2 separate regions of the Gossypium hirsutum genome follow, and region 2 is linked to region 1. A link is a contact called in public Hi-C data. All regions are on one chromosome and are shown on one strand. Each heading gives the region's core, a stretch centred on a gene start, on an enhancer-like site or on the middle of the called end of the contact. The rest is flanking DNA. Distances are from core to core; before and after follow the strand shown.

Region 1 (4,150 bases), core at 454-2,953:
ATGGATAATCTAGACTACGGCCTTCCCTCTCATCAGCAATGTACATCAATTGCCTTCTCTGGACATATCCAATCAGTGCAATGAATATCAAAGATCAGCTCTAAGACTACCTGGACAAACTGTCAGATACAACTTCTGCTAGGAGAGGACAACAAAATTTTCAGCTCCATAACCTGAAATAATCATCAACCAGATATACATGATGCAAAATTTGGATGGGGTCAACTAACATACATGAACCTAGCAAATGTTATCCATAAGAACACTGGTCATTGGTTGCATGCTTAGAGACCTCCTTTATGATACTTTTCTAAAAAAAAGCACTTAGCAAATCAGTTTTTTTTTTTTTTGACATCCAAAGGCAATGTAAAATACACCCTAAAGCAGCAGCTGCTTCATTATCCCTTCCACTAAACATTATTTGGTTAATTCCTTGCTTTGTTTAGAGTTAAATCTCTAACTTGAAAGCACGAAGCCTCATCCTACTTCACTGTCCCTTCAACTAAAGATGTTTCCATGCATTGTATTTAACATTCTAAACTGTTCCACCTACAGAAGTTACTTATCAAAATGAAATCCACATCTTAATACTATGGCCTGCAGACATTCACACAAGGCCGAGGAAAATTGAATTTCACATTAGAATAAGGGTTAATATACCCTTTGGCTCCTGAGTTTAAGGTCAATGTTCAATTTGGTATGTTAAATGGTATCATGTGACTCAAGGAATATTTGATATGTATACTAAAAAAAAGTACTTAATTAGGATAAAAAAAAAAGCTCAACGTACCAAATTGAAAATAGAAATCAAACTGGGATAATTGACCGAGACAAGAAAAAAACACACTCAAGTATCACGCTTAAAAAAACGGAAGTACCAAAATGAATATTAAACCCAACCTTAAGTACAAAATTGGAAAAAAAAACCTTATCAATCTCAACATTGAAGCAAAATAGTATTAACCCATAAATTAAAGCATCCAAAATTAAATGTTGACCAAGTTAAAATGAAGCAATTAATGAAGCACTCAATAAGACCAAAGATCCATTACAATTTATAATATCACAAAGTACATCAAGACCAGTTCAAGAGTAGCAACACCTCAACATCAAATTAAAATTAAAACCCAGGAGGAGGAGTTGCTGCATCATCATCATATTCATATCACATAATTAAGGAAGACTTGACTAGATTAGGCACTTGAATAATAAAGTGGTCGCCTGTACTCGTCAAAGTACTCGTCTCGATCCACAAAAACAATGGCGTAAAGGGCATAGATTATCCCAGGGATGTAACCCAGAATCGTTAACAGCAGACAGATGCAGAACTCAACCTGCAAAAAACAATGAAAACCCAGAATTTTCAGTTCAAACAAAAAATCGAAACCTTAAGGTAAACAAGAACAAAAATTCACTTACGCTGCAACAACCGTGCCTTAGGCAAACACCCAAAGGAGGGAGCAAAATGGCGATGAGGAGCTCACAACAAATTTCGCACTTTGAAGGCATATTTGGTGATATTTGTGAAAAGATTCAAGTGGTTCAACTAACGAAAAGAGAAAAGAAAAAAAAGAACTTTTTTATCACCCAAAAGATTATTGAGATCGGAATTTTCTTAATGGGGAAGAAGATAAATAAATAAATGGAAGGATGCTCCAATAGGAGATATTTGAAACCACTTATTGAATCAGAACTGTTCATTTGGTTTGACTATTGGTTGAAGGGCCCTGATTTATCTTGAAGTGTGATCACGTGGTGAGAGAGAGAAAACAAAAATTGATTTCATCCATGTGTTTGAACGAATAACCAGAATGAATTAATATTAATCGAATTTTTAATATTTTAATAGTTAATTGAATTGAAATTTTTTTAAAAAAATTTAACCGAACCAAATATTTCAGTTATTTGGTTGGTTAGCTAAGTTAATCGAAATTTATATATTTTTATTTTTGGTTAAAACAAGTATAAAATGAATAAATTGATAATATTCATTTGACCGAATTATCTGAATTAACCAAATTAAAATTACATATAATTTGTATTATTAATTATTAAACTCAGTTAATTAGGTTAATTGCTCGATTTCGAACCAAGTTAACCGACAATCGAACTTCCAAAAAATCATTAACCGACCTATTAACCGAATTAGATTGGTTAGATTGATTAATTTAGTTTTAACCGAAATTTGAACACCCCTATTTGGATCGATAGTGTCTGGTAGTGAAAAAACCAATTCAAGTATAAATTAACTCCACCTAACGGTTTATAAAATGTAAAATTAAATATTTAATATTTTAAATAGTGAAAATAAATTAAAATTACTATAAAAATTATTTTCTAAAAAATATTATATAAGAGTTATTGATTTTTTTATTTACTTACAAAATTAATTTTATAAATTTTTTTAAGAAAAAAATACTTTAAAAGTTTACTAAATAATATACAAAAGTTATAAAACAGAGCTATTTTATAAAAATAAACACCAATAACTCAAAACCCAAAATTAATATAAAAAATAAAGAATTAAATTAAATTTTTTAAAAAATTCAAAAAATCCAAAACTCAATCAACTAGCGTTTGCTTTTTGAGGATAAGTAATATTCATATTTGTAAACAATTTTACTAAGGGTGGGTTTGGATGGGCGGTGTGTTTATCTGCGGTTAGTATAAAAATAGCGGTAGCTGTGAGATTAGATACTGTAGCGATATTGTAGCGTGAGACAAAAAGTAAGCTAAACGTACCGCACCACACCCAATCTCCCATCCAAACCCACCCTAATTTGTTTGGTTTTGAGTTGGATGAATTTGTATTCAATTAATTTGGTTTTAAAACTTTCATATATTTCAGTTAATACAACAACTAAAGCTTCACTCCACCAATCAACACATTCTTCCATACCAAAGAATTAATATCATTACTTATCAAAATCTATAGTAAAAATTAATCAAGCATAAATTTTACAGGTTACCTGAGAATTATTTTATAACATTTTGACAAATTTAAATGCATTTTAATATAACATTAAATTTTATCAGAAATATAATTTTCTTAAACATATAATAGGTCATAATTAAAATTAATACTATATAATGTTTAAATAACACATGCGTTTTCAAATAATTTTTTAAATATTACTATTTTAATATTAAAATAAATATTTTAAAAAAGATACACATATGGGTGAAACTAAAAATTTTTTTATTATAGTAAAAATGTAATTTTTAAAAAACTAAATCAAAATTTTATTATTTTTAGGGGACAAACAATTTTATCTTTACTAATTTAAAATTTTAAGGCCAAAATAATTTTCAATTTTAGGGGGGTCGGGTCCCTTGCCGCCCCCCTAGATACACATGTCAGTTTTAAAGACTAGTTGTGGAATAAAAAAAGTACACTACTAATGTACCAAATACTCACCCATATATATATATATAAAGGGAGATATAAGAGAAAAAAAAGTCAAAAAAAATTTTTGGGTGCATAGTTTTTTTTTAATTAATTCTATGACATACTTCGTAATTAAAACTAAATAAATTAATGTAAGTATTTATTTGATTCTTTGGTGTTGATTCCTTAGGTATTCATTTTTGATAATGAGTAAGATCAGTTATGAACATCCTTCACATGTTGCTCGTGTTCCTAATAGAAAGAAAAATATTTTAAATGATTCAAAAGCTCCCCTTAGAAAGAAAATTAAAATTCACATGGGAAAAGATGATGTGTGATCTACCATAATTTGATATGGCAATTTAGGCTTTCCTATTATATTTACAGAGCCTATTTTCCAGCAAATTAGTGTCTTTTTCTGTAGTTTTGGTAGTTTTTAGAATTTTGATTTACTAAGTGTAAATGTCTCTTTTTACTTATTTTGATACCCAAATTGGCCAATTGTGCCATTGGAGGCCCTAATATGTGATTGTGTTGTAGGGACACATTGGAGGTCGGAATCGAGTGAGAACATCACCAAGGGAGAGGGTATTGCATTATCCTACCCTTGGAATTGTGATACCTCAAACAGGCCCCAAAGATGAAGACCACCTACAGTGGTATCGCTATATCCCCTATGCGTATTGTTATACCCATCTGCCAAAGGAGCACCCCAAGTCAAATTTGTCGATGGTATCGTGATATCCTATCCTTGGGTATCAC
Region 2 (4,150 bases), core at 978-3,477, 230 kb before region 1:
TGTTAGTGCCCGAGGACGTAGGTATAATTTACCGAACCTCGTTAAATCTCTTGTGTTCTTTCTTGTCCTATTTTTCTTTCAATATTTGAGGGTATAATAGTAGTATTTAATTGTGCTATTAAATTACTATAGAAGGGATATTCTGTCTAAGGAAAGACTTGGTATTTAAGAGATCCATGTGATCCACCTCTCTTCCCTGGGAATTGAACTTTGTGTGATTTTTTAGTACAATAATTTACACGCTTCCGACCCTATTGGAACAACAGAAAGGACTGAGAAAGAGAGGGCAGATGGTGCAACTGGCTATGTAGCAATGAATGACATGTTTTGGAAACTAAGCGTACCCGATGGTTCAAACCGTGATTACTTCGGATGTAACTTTGAGAAGCAAGAGGTTTCCGAAGCCGAATGGAGAGAATTTCCTGCAGTGACGGTTTACGTGGCTGGCTTGGATTTCTTGAAGGAAAGAGGAGTGATGTATGCTAAGTTTTTGCAGAGGAAAGAAGTGAAAAGGGTGAAACTCGTCGAAACCGAAAACAAGTCCCATGTCTTCCATGTGTTTCATCCGAAATCAGAGGCGACTTGTTCACTCCAGCGACAGATGAGTGAGTTCATTAAGAACAATTAACTTCATTGGCTAGGCTCGGTAGCATTGCGGGTTCAAGCATCAAATTAAATGCGTACAAGTATTCCATTATGTATATAGGATGGTAAAATATACATAGATGGTGATAGCCTTGTCTTGCATTAAAGTTTAACGAATGGGGTATGAGATGGGCTGGTCAAGCATCAAATTCCGCAAATCCTAAGAACATACATACATATATACATACATCTTATGCAAAAGCTCTGGAAGAATCTATGGCTGCTACGCTAACTTTTTGAATGCGGGGGAACCCTACTCATCATCAGTGCTCATAAACCCCCCAATGAAGCCAGCACCATTGCAATTTCCACATAACATCTCCTTTCTGCCCCTGCAAAACGATCATATATTACCAAGTGATTCATGGTATAAGTACATGAACATCGAGGTTTTGGTTTCATCTACCCGCAAACCCACAGGAATCACCGGCTTTGAATTGTCCATTAAAGAAATCAACAGGGTTGACTCCACTGCCTTTGCATTGAGAGCAAACAACTGCACCTGCCAAATTAAATACAAGGAAATATAACACGACCTAACTTTGGTCTTAACCAGATACTTTGGTATTTTAGTCTTTTAGAGTTCATTCAAATTTAAAGCTATGGTTTTTCGTGTCGGTCATTATATGTTTGAATCATTTCGGGTTCTAGTTGCTTCAGGTCAATTCCCAGTTGCTTATTTGGATCGTTTTGAGCCCAAATATTTTGGGTTTAGATCTATAAGTTTGGAGTTCTCATTAAATAATACTCTTAGACCTTACCATTAAATCACTGGTGCAACAATTTATGTAAAAAAAATAACAATAATTTATATGCAACAAATTAGAAAAAAAAATCATCTGATCAATTCATGTTATGTATATATAAGAGGAGAGTTGAAAATCATGTGTTTACCAACAAGGACAGCAACAACTGAATTTCCCGTGAAGTAGAAGGAGCAGATTTATAATGAGCTTACCATTTCCATCGCAATCACCACAGATGACACTATTGGGTTTGGTGTTTCGGTTACTTGGGGCAGCCTATTACCAAAAAACACACACAAATAAGAAAAGAAAAAAAAGCAATACAAGAACATGGAAACAGAAGAAGCATCTATGTGAAGGGGAAGGGGTTATAAATAAGCTCTAACCTTGGCTTTTATCACAGATTGAAGTTTAGCAGCGGAGCAGTCTCGAAAGGCACCATGATAAGGAAAAACTTTGGAATTGCAAGCAGTACAACTGAATATTGTCCCTGCTATCACGTTCCACGATATGTTTTAAAAAGAAAAATAAAAGTAAATATCAGTTACAAGAAAATGAGAGAGAGAGGAAGTACTTGGTTTTTGTGTGGATGGAAAGGGTAGTAAATGTGGCGAGTATGAAGCAGAGGCCATTGGGTTTACAGACTGATTATTGGAGTTGCAATGTGAGAAGAAGCATTGGTTTTTGCTTGCTGCTATGGTTGGTTGGTTGGCAATCGAAGGACAAACAAAATGGATTAGATATTTAGCCCAACATGTTGTTAGATGGGTTGCCAGATTACAGTGGCATTCCTTACTTCCTCAAATTACAATCCACCCATATATCCTTTAATTACCGGTCTTCGATTGTTACAAACCAATACAACCAGTATCAGCTTGTATCGGAACGCATCAATTCGTAGTTCTTGGTATCATTATTTAGTATTTTGTTTGTTTCAACCATTTTCACTTTTTAAAATTACATTAAAAGTAAAATTTATTCATTAAACTAATTAATAATTTTAAAATCTATGTTTATATATAAATATTGTTTTTTAGTCAATGCATATAACCATATTTAATCATACACAAGTAATTTAAATATATAAAAATATTTTTTGAGTAATACTAATAAACCCAAAACGATAAATATAGACACCAAATCGATGTGTTCTGCCACTCTTCCGTCTCCTTCCGCTTACCTTCATCTCCTTTCTGACACCACCACCTTCCCATCCCCAATATTTTTCCCTGCTTCTTCCCCACCCGACTGCCTCATCGCCACCCAGACCCTGCTGTTTGGGCCTTTTTACGCCTCTCCAATCTTTTCACCAGAAGCAGCACGACCATTCTCGATGGAATCGACATACTAGTTCTTTGACTTCAACCTGATGTCTGACACCAAACGATTTGGCTTGCTACCGTGATGTTTCTGATCTGATCATCATTTTTTTTCATGCTATAGCAGTGCCATAAGGTTGAGTGTTGTTCTTCGATCAACCATTCATACCGTTGCTACGATAAGAATAGCTTAGAGCTTTAAGATAATATTTATAGGGCCATTTCAATCTCCTTTCTTTGATTATAAAGCTTGCAGTGCCTCAAAACAAAAAAAAAAATAGCAATATAAATATGATACGCCCATGGATACCATAATACATTCCAATAAAAACATCACCATATAAATCCCAAACCAGTGAATTGATTAAACTCCAACTCTACCAAATGAAAATTTTATTTAATGAAAGATCAACAAAATGGAAAAGAATGGAACCTACTCCACAATTACTACCACTACATATAAGGAAACAGATTTAAAATAAGTTAAGCTCCAAATTATATCTTATGACATGCAATTCTCTGGAATAGCGGCAAAAAGATGTCCTCAAAAAGGTAATTTACCCTTAGAGATTGATTGACATCAAATCCTAATAGGCTACAACACTCTTTTAAACAGCAGTCAGAAGCCACATGGCCTCCGGAAACCCCGCAAATTTAGGCCTGACTCCAGTATTGCCGACTGTAAGCAACTTCATTATGATGGCACTACCAAAAAGAAAACAAATTGTCAATACAGAAGAAAATTTGGACACCAACCTAGTATAGTGAGAAAATCAAATTAGAAAGCACATATTATTGCCAATATATCAAACAAAAATAATTTAAGACAAAAAGGGACAAACCAAAACCAAATATCCTACTTATGCATGGAAGCAGGTTATTAGTATGTAGATATGGTAGGGCATAAAAAGAATCATACTGTATGTAGATGTATCAATCTGCTCAGGAAGCTCCTTTATATCCACCTCAAACCTCTCCTGGACCTACAATGGATCGTGAAATTTTGATTAGAGGTTGACACGTCATAGGACAAAATGATGCTAGAAAGGTTTAAACCCAAACCTGATTGAGCACATCAGAATCTGAAGCAGATGAAACAAATGTAATTGCAAGACCCTTGGTACCAAACCTACCAGCCCTACCAACCTGCCAAAACCAAGACACAACATTAGTCAGTTTACATGCATAAAACAGAAGCAATACTATAAAGATAATTCACTTTAAACATTAAACAAAACCCACCCTGTGCAGGTATGTATCAGCAGAATCTGGCATATCGTAGTTGATGACAATGTTAACACGTTCAATGTCAATTCCCCTTCCAACCAAATCTGTGGCCACTAGAATTCTTTTATGCCCCTCCTTGAAACCCTTGTACCGAGTCAGCCTACAATCATCAGTTTTAAAACAGAATACAAGATTAGATACTTCTATTATTAA

What was found. Hi-C and Micro-C count contacts between places; a contact is called where the count stands out from the background.
Region 2: a Hi-C map of leaf shows a contact between it and region 1, with 2.4 times the contacts expected there. The contact joins the promoter of LOC107901607 here to the promoter of LOC107901600 in region 1. A contact is called at or near these places in 2 of 34 Hi-C or Micro-C datasets (both in leaf).

Annotation. Positions count from the first base shown.
Region 1 is chrD06:22,943,000-22,947,149 of Gossypium_hirsutum_v2.1, reverse strand. It overlaps LOC107901600 (UPF0057 membrane protein At2g24040), which reads right to left and starts at 1,703. Exons shown (of 2, transcript XM_016827665.2): 1 at 1,420-1,703; 2 at 1,009-1,334. The coding sequence starts at 1,509. The coding sequence ends at 1,194.
Region 2 is chrD06:23,172,873-23,177,022 of Gossypium_hirsutum_v2.1, reverse strand. LOC107901607 (protein BUNDLE SHEATH DEFECTIVE 2, chloroplastic) reads right to left here and starts at 2,227. Exons shown (of 5, transcript XM_041095384.1): 1 at 1,966-2,227; 2 at 1,778-1,884; 3 at 1,604-1,667; 4 at 1,052-1,147; 5 at 673-971. The coding sequence starts at 2,023. The coding sequence ends at 916. It overlaps LOC107901605 (DEAD-box ATP-dependent RNA helicase 15), which reads right to left. Exons shown (of 12, transcript XM_016827672.2): 9 at 3,953-4,097; 10 at 3,773-3,856; 11 at 3,630-3,693; 12 at 3,075-3,415. The coding sequence ends at 3,405. It overlaps LOC107901608 (probable carboxylesterase 17), which reads left to right. Exons shown (of 2, transcript XM_041095382.1): 2 at 270-1,267. The coding sequence ends at 628.